Linked DNA regions of Mus musculus: region 1 is linked to region 2. A link is a contact called in public Micro-C data. All regions are on one chromosome and are shown on one strand. Each heading gives the region's core, a stretch centred on a gene start, on an enhancer-like site or on the middle of the called end of the contact. The rest is flanking DNA. Distances are from core to core; before and after follow the strand shown. Region 1 has its middle 19 kb from the start of 5031425F14Rik. Region 2 overlaps Zmynd8 (zinc finger, MYND-type containing 8).

What was found. Hi-C and Micro-C count contacts between places; a contact is called where the count stands out from the background.
Region 1: a Micro-C map of the HL-1 cell line shows a contact between it and region 2, with 2.1 times the contacts expected there. The contact joins two enhancer-like sites.

The regions. Positions count from the first base shown.
Region 1 is chr2:166,425,539-166,430,795 of GRCm38.p6, reverse strand. No RefSeq gene overlaps it. Among named protein-coding and RNA genes, the nearest start is that of 5031425F14Rik, 19 kb to the left of the region's middle. RefSeq lists an enhancer at 2,136-4,392. Within about 2 kb of position 3,580, at least 87 of the 459 cell types and tissues checked have an H3K27ac peak or open chromatin away from gene starts, as enhancers often do. A contact at or near this core is called in the HL-1 cell line, where this site is marked.
Region 2 is chr2:165,815,709-165,821,454 of GRCm38.p6, reverse strand. Zmynd8 (zinc finger, MYND-type containing 8) reads left to right here. Exons shown (of 23, transcript NM_001363020.1): 12 at 767-913. Among named protein-coding and RNA genes, the nearest start is that of Gm11465, 63 kb to the left of the region's middle. Within about 2 kb of position 1,779, at least 57 of the 459 cell types and tissues checked have an H3K27ac peak or open chromatin away from gene starts, as enhancers often do. A contact at or near this core is called in the HL-1 cell line, where this site is marked.

The DNA of each region.
Region 1 (5,257 bases), core at 2,331-4,830, 610 kb before region 2:
AAAAGAATGGCAAAACCCCGTCTCTTTTAAGGAGAATTATCCTCCGCCTAGGACGTATTACTCCCTGATTGGCTGCAGCCCATCGGCCCAGTTGTCATCACGGGAAAGGCAGAACACATGGCGGGAAAACTGCCCCTGCACGTGTGCAGATTATGTTTACTACTTAGAACACAGCTGTCAGCGCCATCTTATAATGGCAAATGTGAGGGCGGCTTCCCACATTGGGTGTGAACTCGAGAGGACCCAGAATCGCTTTGATGAATCTCTGTCCTTGATTGTGGATGTGATATGGCCAAGTGCTTCAAACCCCTGCCTTCTGGACTTCCCCACCATGATGGTCTGTGCCCCGGACCATTTCCTCCTTAAGCTGCTTTTGTTTACCATAGCAACAGACGAATAAATTAGATGTCGGCTGTGCAGCCTGGGAGATGGGGCAGTTATAAAACGAAGTAAGAATATCAACGAGAATGGTCTATTTGCTGCTGGGTTCCAGGTCCACTGTGGCTGGAGGGAACAGGTAGCTACACGCCTCAGCAGCCTTGACAGGAGGACAAAGGCTTCTCCAGGCAGACGTGCCAGCCAGGTTTCACTTCCCTCTGGACACACCTGCCTCTCCCATCCATTCCAGGCTGTGGTTCCTCTTGGCTGTCATCTCAGGCTTGCATGTGACAGTTGTTATCCCTGTTTTGTGCAGCTGGAGGAAGTCCAGGTCCCTGCGGGGAGACAGCTGTGCTGACAGCTCCTTCTCTAGCTCTGACACAATCAATGGACAAATCACGATGTGTGGAATGCTGCTGGGAGGAGAGATAGTTCCCCAATAACCTTGCCCAAACCAAACCAAACCAAACCAAACTCCAAAAGAATTCAGAAAAACGGGGCAAGCAGAAGCCTGCTTAGCAGTGTGTGCGTGCGTGCGTTTGTGTGTGCGTGAAAGAGAGAGAACAGAGACAGAGGGACAGAGAGACAGAGACAGGGAGAACCCACACTGTGAAGCTATCTGAAGACGCATGCATGACTCACAATGGAGAGAAGTCATTCAGAGGAGACAACGAGCATAGATTCCTTCGACTTGGCTTTAAATGTTTTAGGCATAAAATACATCGCACTACGCATGCACTAAAGAGGCCATATTTCGCAAGGACACTTAAAGCTCCGTGTGTGCCTCTTTTAACCTCTGCATGGTGTCCCACTGCCTGCAGTGTGTGCTCTCCAGGCTGGCTCTGTGGTTTTCACTGTCGCACACAGAGGCCTAATGAGGATTATACAGGCTGGCCCTGGTGTGTCTGAGACTGGCTCCTGAGTATATAAGGATGAGGGGGAGGCCCTGCTTCTCTGGGCCTTTCTAAACAACCCAACAAAAGGTGGAGACTACAGGCTCTGACTGGAGCCGGGTGGCCAATGGTCAGTTGTGATTTACAGCCATAATCCGTTTTTGAAGGCTGGGACCATGGCCTGTTGCTCTTATACATCCTCTCTGCATTTTAAGAGAAAGCATCTTGACCTTGGCTTAGGGAACTTCTGTCAGCTGAGTGGTTCCTTTGTAGACCTGTGAATCAAGATGGCTTCTCCTGGACTTGGGACAGTTCAGTGGGGAAATACTTCCCACACAGACGTGAGGAACTGAGTTTGCCTCTCTGGAATTAAGGTTAAAAAAACTCTAGGTAGGATGGTGTATATCTGTAATTCCAGAGCTGGGGTGCAGAGGTCCCCAAGGCTCATTGTCCATCCAGTTTAGTTGAAAGAGTGAGCTCAAGGTTCAGTGAGGGATCTTATCTAAACCAACCAAACCAAACCAAAACAAAACAAAATGACACGAGAACTCTCCCAAGCAATTGGGGTGTGATAGAGGAAGACACCCAATACCCTTGACCTTCATACACAGCATACATAGTGAGTGCACAAATATGTAAAAGAGAGAGCGAGAGAGAGAGAAAAGAAAAGGAGGAGGAGGAGGAGAAGGAGGAGGAGGAGGAGGAGGAGGAGGAGGAGGAGGAGAAGAAGAAGAAGAAGAAGAAGAAGAAGAAGAAGAAGAAGAAGAAGAAGAAGAAGAAGAAGAAGAAGAAGAATCAGAAGAATCAGAAGAAGAAGAAGAATAATCTTATCCTTCTGGCTGGGTAACTAGATGCAGGGACAGACCCACTCTGACAGTGCTTGAAGGCGCAGTCCTCTGTGCCTTCTGTTGCTCCTACCCTAGAACTCCAGAGTTGACTCAGGTCTGCTCCTTTGGAGAACTCCGTCAGGTTTCCCTCCCAGCCTGTGAACCTGCCATCAGTTTGTAGTTGTCTATTGAACCTGAACTGGCTACCGTTGCTAGCAATTGACTCTCCTTGATCTTGGTGACCACATCCTTTTTACATCATTGTTTAGAAAAATCCATTTTCCCATCCCGGTTATTTGCATTAGCATCTTCTGTCTCATTGTCCTGTCGTGTCCTGCTGTGTCTTCACACTGAGAGGGCTCTCTGAGGTCACAGTATCTGACCCGAGAACTCTTCTAGGTAAGGAGTCTCATCTTTGTACCTGACGACCTCTCCACATCTTACCTCTGTTTACATCCCTCAAATGCATGATCTTTGCGGTGCCGACCCGGAAGGCGCCACAGCCTCGTCCCAGTTTCTCTGGGATCCATCTCCTGCTCTCAGGAGGGCTGGACTAACCCTTTGTCAAGTGGCCGAGGCTACTAGCTCTTTTTCCTTCAGCTCCTCTCACTGACACAGAGAAAGGCCCATGACACATAAAGGGCCAGTGAGGTGCATGGAGACTTGTGGCTTCGGGGAGACAGAGACTCTTTTTCCACTGGGTTAAGCTGCCATCCTACAGTGGGAGCAGGAGGTGCTCTAGGAATGATCCCGAGAGGAAACCCAGAGAAGCCAAGGATGCAGAATTCTGACAGTTGGGCTCTGATGACATCGTTAAGCTATTAAGAGATGGAAGCTTAATTCCCTCCATTTAAAGCCATCCACTCCGGTTTCCTGTTGTGTGTAACCAATATTCCTGATGGACAGGATCTTTCGATTATTCGATGTTTCTTAAACTTTAAAATGTGTACTCAGTGTCTCAGCCGGAAAGGGATGGATAACAACAGGACTGCAGACACTCGTCTGTCCAGGAGAAGGAAAAGGGGGGTTGGATACCACTTGAAGCATAGCGGGCTCTAAGAGAATAGTCATCATAGGGGCTGGGATGATGGCTCAGTGAGTACAGTGTCTGCAGTGCCATCCTGAGGACCTGAGTTCAGATTCCCAGAAGCCACGGATAGTTCAGGTGTGGGGGCCCTGGGTGGGGTGGCAACACAGGAACAGGGGGACCCCTCTTCATCAGTTTGCTGGCTAGTTAGCCTAGCCAATCAGTGAGCCCCAGGCTCAGCAAGCAGTCCTGTTTCCAAAAAGAAAAAAAAAAGTGGAGAAAGATACCCAACATCAATCTGGCCCTCACATTAGTGAGCATACATGTACCTCCCCCTAGAGTCAATTCATTATCCAGTGTCTCTCTTCATGTTTCCTGCACCTTTAAGACAGAGCGCCTGTATGGCTTCGCATGGTTTCAATTAGGCTTTCCCCAAAGAAACCGCTGGAGAAACTGAAGCCGTGTTGGAATGTGGTGATGCTGTCACTCAGGAATTTTCCAGGCTGAGCTGGCTGACCTTCGGAGATAGTTATGACTGAAACTCTGGCTCTACTCAAAACTTGGCAGTGCCGGTGCTGGGGGTCTGCGGAGGCCGCGGGCATGTGAATACAACCTCCCAGGCCACAGGGAGACTGTCCGTGGTGCTGCCCTTAGCCATGGTGGGCAATGGAGCTGGGATACAGTGTTGACTTAGAGCAGTGGTTCTCAACCTTCCCAATGCTTGACCCTTTAATCTCAGGTTTTGATGCCACTTTACAACTGTAATTTTGCTTCTGTTGTGAATTGTAATGTACATATCTGCCTTTTCCAATCGGCTTAGGCAACCCTTGTGAAAGAATCATTCAATACCCCCTTCCCCACTCTGAGTGCCCAAAGAGATCACAACACATAGGTGGAGAGGCTCGGACTTAAAGGATCCCCACCAGACACCAAGCCTTTTAAGTCTGCAGGGGAGTATACCACATGCTCAGGGTCTCTAAGTCTATCAGCGGGTCCTGGATGCCAGGCCACGCCCCTCTATCTGCCTAATCTGTTTTTCGGAGTCTCCTGGACTAACAGCTGTTTCTTCAGCTCCCCATTCTCTGTATGTGGTATTTCCCTTGTAGTGACCTTTCTGTTTACATTCTTATTTAAGGCAATTTTTTGATGAACACGCTCCTTGCTTATTGACCGGTGTCTCTGACCCTGGGTCAAAGCAGAAAATTGGATTTCTGAGAACTGTCAGAGACCATGAGTACCAGGACCAGTCCAGTGAGCACAGACTTGGTGCTCAAGGGCAGTGGCAGGCATCAGGACATAGCCTGTTAGCAGCTCCAGTGCTTGTTGGAAACCAGGCATTGAGCCGAGCATGCAAGCTAGACAGTTCACAGAGAATCTAGCCTACAAGCATCTGTGGGATGGGTCAAGAGACAGACTAAGGTTCTGTGTATGAAAAGCAATAAGACCATGGTTGCCAAAGCAAGATGCACATAGTAGGACTTTGCAGTTTTTGCTTCAGAGGCTTCAAATAGCCAGACACATCTCTTTGTACTAGCCAGGATGAGTTATGTTGTAGAAACATAAACAGAAAAGATTCCCCCAGTCCTGAAGACTGACCATGATGGACACTTCCCCGTTATCACTTCTGTGTTCCCATCCCTGAGACACAGGCATTCGGTGCATTGTTCACTCGGGTCGGGGACCAGGCTGCCTCTTGACACACATTTCAAGGAAGTCACCTAGTCAGGCAGATGGTTGCTGGCTTCTGACTGGCACTTGACCTTCTCACAGGGCATAGGCAAAAACAGCCTCATAGTTGCTGTCCCAGTCTCAAGAGTGGTGAGGACGCATACACTTCCCCTAAAGGTAGGAAGGGGACCAGGCATACTGAGCTGATGTCACCGGTGGTGGTCGGATGCTCCCCAACAATGTACAGTGTTGCTTAGGGCCAAGACAGCAGCTCCTGCAGCAGAGCTGGGGGTGGGGGGGAGATGAGAAGCAACTAGTGAGCGTGGCTTGGCACGAGGGAGCCAGAGAAGTCTGGGCTCAACCCCCACCCATATGATCTTCCAATAAATCATATGTTGGTAACAACTAAGATGCTAGGCGAATAGTCACCTCTGAGCAGAAATCCAGCATCTAGAAGCAGGTGT
Region 2 (5,746 bases), core at 530-3,029:
TGCCTCACTACCAGGATTACAGGACAGCGCCACAGCAAGCCTACATTTCTGTAGTCTCTGATGGTGTCTTGTTTACTGCCCTCCTGGGCCATTTAGGAATTCCTGTCAGGAACAGATCTCCTTCGCATCTCCTATCTTCGGGTGCTGCCTTGTCAGGGCTCAGAAACGATGCTGGGCAGTGCGTGAGGGTAACCGGTCAGGACTGGGTGGGTCTTTAGGAAGCTCGTGGTCCCTCTTTGTTCTCCCTGTTTAAACACCTAAGGCATGGCAACATGGTCTGTCCTTCTTGCAGGAGTCTGAACCTCACTGAGAAATGAGATAATTTGCCAACATCTCTACCCCTTCACCCGATGCCCAGCTTGCTTTCCTGTAGCCCTCCCCAGGGCTGGTCAGAGACAGGTGGGGAAGGCTCTGAGCTGTCCCCAGACTCTTACCAATGGCTGTCATGCCTACATGCTCCTGACCCGTGCATACAGCATATGAGGGGGGTTTTGCTTATGGCTTAAACCCATAAACGGGCCAATGCAATTTCAGTGGCAGCCTAGCCATTTGGCTCAGAGCCTGTGTTTGGTGACAGCCCTTTGTTGGCAGTTCATGGCTGCCCATCTTCCCAGTCCCACCCAGGACCCTGAACAGCACTTGTGCAGTGAAGCACGCCACACCCCTTCTCTCCTGTCCTCAGCCCCGACCGACCGACCGACCCTGGGAGCTTTATTGGTTTACTGATCTGTAAAGCCAGCTTTCTAACCCTGACATACTTTTCTAGCTTCTCCAGCCTCCACCAAGACGGGGCAAGCCGGGAGCTTGTCTGGCAGCCCAAAGCCTTTCTCTCCGCAAGCGCCGACACCCATCATGACAAAACCCGACAAGACTTCCACCTCCACCACCGGGAGCATCCTGAACCTGAACTTGGGTCAGTGGCGTTTCAAGAAGTGTGTGTATGTGAGTGTGTGTGTCTGGCAGCAATGACCCTTTGTCCTTGAACTTCTCCTTTCTCTCTGCAGAAAATGTAAAGGCGTTGGTGGGTAGAGGGAGGCAAGGGGAAATCGGGGAACAGGGTGAGGAGGGGCTTCCTTGGGCAGAGCCTTGGCTTGCAAAGGTGTTTTACCACAGTATCCTGGGCCAGTCTTTACAAGTAATTCTTGGAAGCTAGTCCCACCCTGTGCAGATCCATGTGACTGAAGCAAGTTTTACAAGTCTTACTGTTTTGGGCTGGGTGTTCTGATACAGTTTCAATTCTCTTATGAATATGGGTGTGCTGCCTGTATGAGTGTCTGTGTGCCACATGCCTGTCTCTTGCCTGTGGAGGCCAGAAGGCATGAGGTTCTGCAGAACCGGAGTTGCAGATGGCTCTAAGTCACCATGGCAGTGCTGGGACTCAGTCCTGAGCCTCCAAAGTTACAGCCAGTGCGGTTTAACTGAGGAGGCATCTCTGTAACCATTTCTCATTTTATAAAATGTGAATTCTTTCATCTGGATTGAGCTTGCCTTGTAGCTCAGGATCACATGATCCTGTCTTTACCTTCCAAGTGTAGTTATTGGCATGTGCCACCAGGCCTGGCTCCACTTGGTATGGGGTGTGTGTGTGTATGTGTTTGAGACAAGGTCTATGCATATAGTTCTAGTTTGCAGTTAAATTTCTATGCAGCCTAGAGTGGCCTGCATAGCAGGGAGCAAGGGGCAGAAGGTTAGAATTTCTGGGATCTGTACAGGTTGGCTGCTATAGGCCTGTAGTTTCCATATTTCTGAGTAATTGAATGCTGCCACCTAGTGGCTACAGACTGGAGGTGCAGCTTAGTGTCTGGTGCTGATGATGACCTCAGCGCAGAGATCCACCCAGCCCCAGTGGATCCCCTGAGGTTGAGAGCTAGCCTTAGAATGTTCGGAAGGAGCAGGGGCCCTGGGCCACTGGAGCAGGTAGGGATCAGTGGAGGGAAGAGCAGGGGCAGGAGGCCACAGAGAAAGCCACTGCCAAGGGGTTGTGATATTCCAGACACCTTGGGGGGAGGGAGGCCACCTGTATATGGTATTGAGTTCACAGCACCATCCAGGCCACACCACTTGTTCCCAGGGCAACAGGACTAGCGGCCACCAGGTGTAGTCCAGTTTCCTACCTTGCCTTATGGCTGCAGCTGGACAGCCAGGGTCCTTGCTAGGACTCCATCCAGAGCCACCAGCTGGTTCCTCGATTGATTCAGAAGGGACCCGATTGCTGCCTTGGGACATTTGTTCTAGAAATGTGGTTTCTTTTCTCAGGGCCTCCTCCCACCTTCACACTCTGAACAGAAGCTCTGTGGAACAGAGGCGTTCTCGTGGTGACACTTCCTTTCTGCCAATCACGCCTGGCAGGAATAGCTTATTCCGTAAACCACGGAGCCCACTGGGCATCCTTGTGGTATCCTGGGTCTTTGAAGCTTGAGGTACAGCAGTGGTGGCTCAAAGGTGGCTCTGGGGAATCCATGATTTTTGTCCTGTGACCCCTCCAACCCCCATAATTCCTTCTAGAGTACATGTCTCATTTCATTCAGTCAGGTTGAAAGCGTCAGACACGTGGGTGGGTTCCTAGGGTGGGGTTTCAGCCTCATAGGTAGGGGCTCCACTGGGGACCCTGGAGAATGCTGTGCGTGGTGGTGGTGGGGGGGGGAAGGTTGGAGGGAGGAGGGGAGTGTGCGTGATTCTGTATCCACTCATGTGCGGTGAGAGAGTCCTGGAGACTGATGGTGAGAAACCACTGTCCAGCTAAGCAGGGCCAAACTGGAGACATGGGGCAAATCACTTCCCCATAAAGTAGGGGCTCACTATGTAGCCTTGGCCGGCCTTGAACTTGGCAATCTGCCTGCCCTTGTCTCTTGAGTGCTTGGATTAAAGGCCCCTCCCTCCCTCTATCTTTCTCTCTCACACACATTTTGCATGAATCTGTAGGGGTCAAAGGGCAGCGTGGGGAGCTGTTCTTTCCTCCCAGGTCCCAGGGCCAGACCCAGGCTGGTAGGTTTGTCAGTGTGATGCCTTTCATGGCCAATCCCCTTTGATGGGCCTTTTCTGATTTTGTTTTTTGTTTTTTTGGGTTTTTTTTTTTTGAGACTGGTTGTCATATAGCTATACCGACCTCAAGTCAAGGCAGGCCTTGAACTTTTGGCCCTCCTGCTTATCTCACCCATGGACAGGGGAAGCCGAGGAAGTTGGCACTCTGGACAATGCCAGTGTGTCCTTGTCCTCCGGCAATGGTCCTGCCAGCCTCGGGAAGAGCATCACTGTAGGTCAGAGAGAGCCTCCATCTCCATCCCTGTCTCCCAGGTGACATTGCCACCTGCCCTCCCTCTCCTCTGTGTCTGAGGTCTGAGTCTCATCCCTGGCAGTGTTTGTTCTCTAGGATGTGGCTGCCCCTGGCTGGAGCGAGCAGACAGTGGGGTTTTACACCACTGCACCGGTGGGACAGCACTCCCCACCACTAGGACTAAGACGGCCTTAGCCCCATGTCCCCATGTCCCCTGCCGTCAGCACTGATGCTGAGCACCTCAGGAACACCTGTAATCATATTCCCGTCCTGTCTCTTTCTGCCCACCCCAACCTTGGCTATGCCCCTGGTTTCCTTTTCCTAGAATGGGTTGCCGTTTGATGCCAACCTAGGAATCTTTCCCCCGCTGTGTTTTCGGCACTCCTGTTTATCCCGGTGCCATTTGAGGGTAATCTGGAGCCTTCATCCCTATGGGCATGACGTAGTTGTCCATTCCGACATAGCTACAGTGTAGGCATTTCTGCCCACATAGGAGGCAAATCCATAGAAGGGGAAGGGAGGGCAGGAGGCCTCACGGGCTTCGTGCGCATTTAGAGATGCTGCCAAGTTGCCCCCGTGATGTCGCTGTTCAGCTCTGTTCTCCCTCACAGAAATGGAGGAGCCTTTATCTAGCATGGCTATTTGTTCTCTCTGGCTTCCATTTATAGCAGGAGCTGAAGCATTCAAAATGCTGGTAGCCTAGGGGAGCTGGAGCCCACCCCAGCCTAGAAGGACAGTGTGAGAAGAGCTGATGCTCTCTCCTGCAGGAGGAGAGGCATGCCCCAGCCAGCACTCCAGGATGGGTCATTACGTCTCCAAAAGCCTTGGCCTTAGTCTTGATCCCAGCCCTCATGCCTTGGTCGCTTTCTTCTTACAGGATAAAATAGCTTACTGGCCAAGGGATGCCTTGCTTTGTAAAATGGGTACTTTGGATTCTCCTATTAAGAGTTTAGCCTTTGAGACATAGGCACACACAGTAGGCAGAGGCAGAGGCTCCCTGTTTGCTGTGTAGGTCAAGCTGTCCTTGAACTCCTGGCAATCACCCGCCCACCTTAAGGGAATGCTAAGGAGAGTGTGTGCTCTTACACACCTGTCCACAGCCCCATCGGCAGGCCAGGTCCAGCTGTCTTCCTGTGATGTGGGCTTATAGTGGTTAAGGCAAACTGTCCCCTGGTCCTGATTTCCCAACCCGGGTCCTCCAGACCGGCTGAGGTATGGGCTTCAGGTGCTTGGGGACAAAGGTGGACGAAGGAGAATAGCTTCCATCTCTTTCTCTGGAAGACTTAATGCTCTCTCCTCATCTCTGAAAGCCCCCGGAAGCATGCTTGAGTGTGCTCACGGAACACATGGAGTGGAGGCCATCAAGATGGGTGTTAGGTCCAGAAAGCAAGAGCAGACCTGCAGGTGGGACTTGCTTCCCTCTGGATCACAGACATACTATTCCAGCGGATCCTAGATGCACACAAGAACACATATGTGTGCATGTGTTCACGTGTCGTGTCTCCACTTGCTGTGAACATTTGCTACATACATTTGTGTGTCCGTGGTCTCGTGTTGGGGGCGGATTCTCTCCCAGTGGGGGCCATCATTGTGGTAACGAATGGGTCACAGCTCTTTGGGGCTTTCTGTCTGACTGTGTATGTGTGGGCTGGCAGGGGCTGCCAGGAGCTGAATGATGTTGGGGGATGCTGTGTCACGGGAAGGGGCCTGGCTGGGATCAAAATCAGGAACAGCTCCTCCTGTCCGGCTCTCAGATTGCTGAGTGGCCTCTCTGACAGCAGTGGAGGGAGGCCCAGGGTTTGTGGTAACAGAAAGGCAGCTCAGATCCAGAGGGAATGGGCTTGGAAGGGGTGTTTCTGTCACTGATAGAATCTGGGGTCAGCTGGGGTGGTTTGGAGGTGATGTTGCGGAGAACAGATCAACCAAAGGGCTTTCAAAGCCCCAGCAAAGCTCCCTTCTGCACCACCGCCTCCTCTCCTCTTTGGGCACTGAGCTACATACAATTCAGGGAACTCACTAGTCTTTGGAAATCTGGTCTAGCTGGTCTGGCAGCCAGCATCTTGCCAGAGGTAGCCAGGGAACCGGAGACCTGAGTGTCAGGCTGACCTGGCTCGCCTGAGAAGACTTTTCAGCCCAGGTCAGTACCACAGGAGTTGTCCCCTGCCTCTCTCCCAACCTGCCTTGGGTGCTGACGCCCAAGCTAGAAAGGACAGGTTCCCTAATTCCTATCTTTGTTGTTAAGTCCTTAGCCAGGACAGACAGGGAAATGGAAGTTAAGCTCTGGAGACTGCAGGGACATGCTCAGGGTGTCTGTCCTCTTGGGGGTACCATGTCTCATGCCAGAAGGAAGCTGTCTTTAGACCCCAGCCAGGCAGGTGTTTCCCTCCTGTTAATTGAGGTTGGATAGATTATTGGCAGCTCTCTCAATGCAGCTGAGCCCGCGAATGTTACCAGCAGCTGGGATAAGCATTT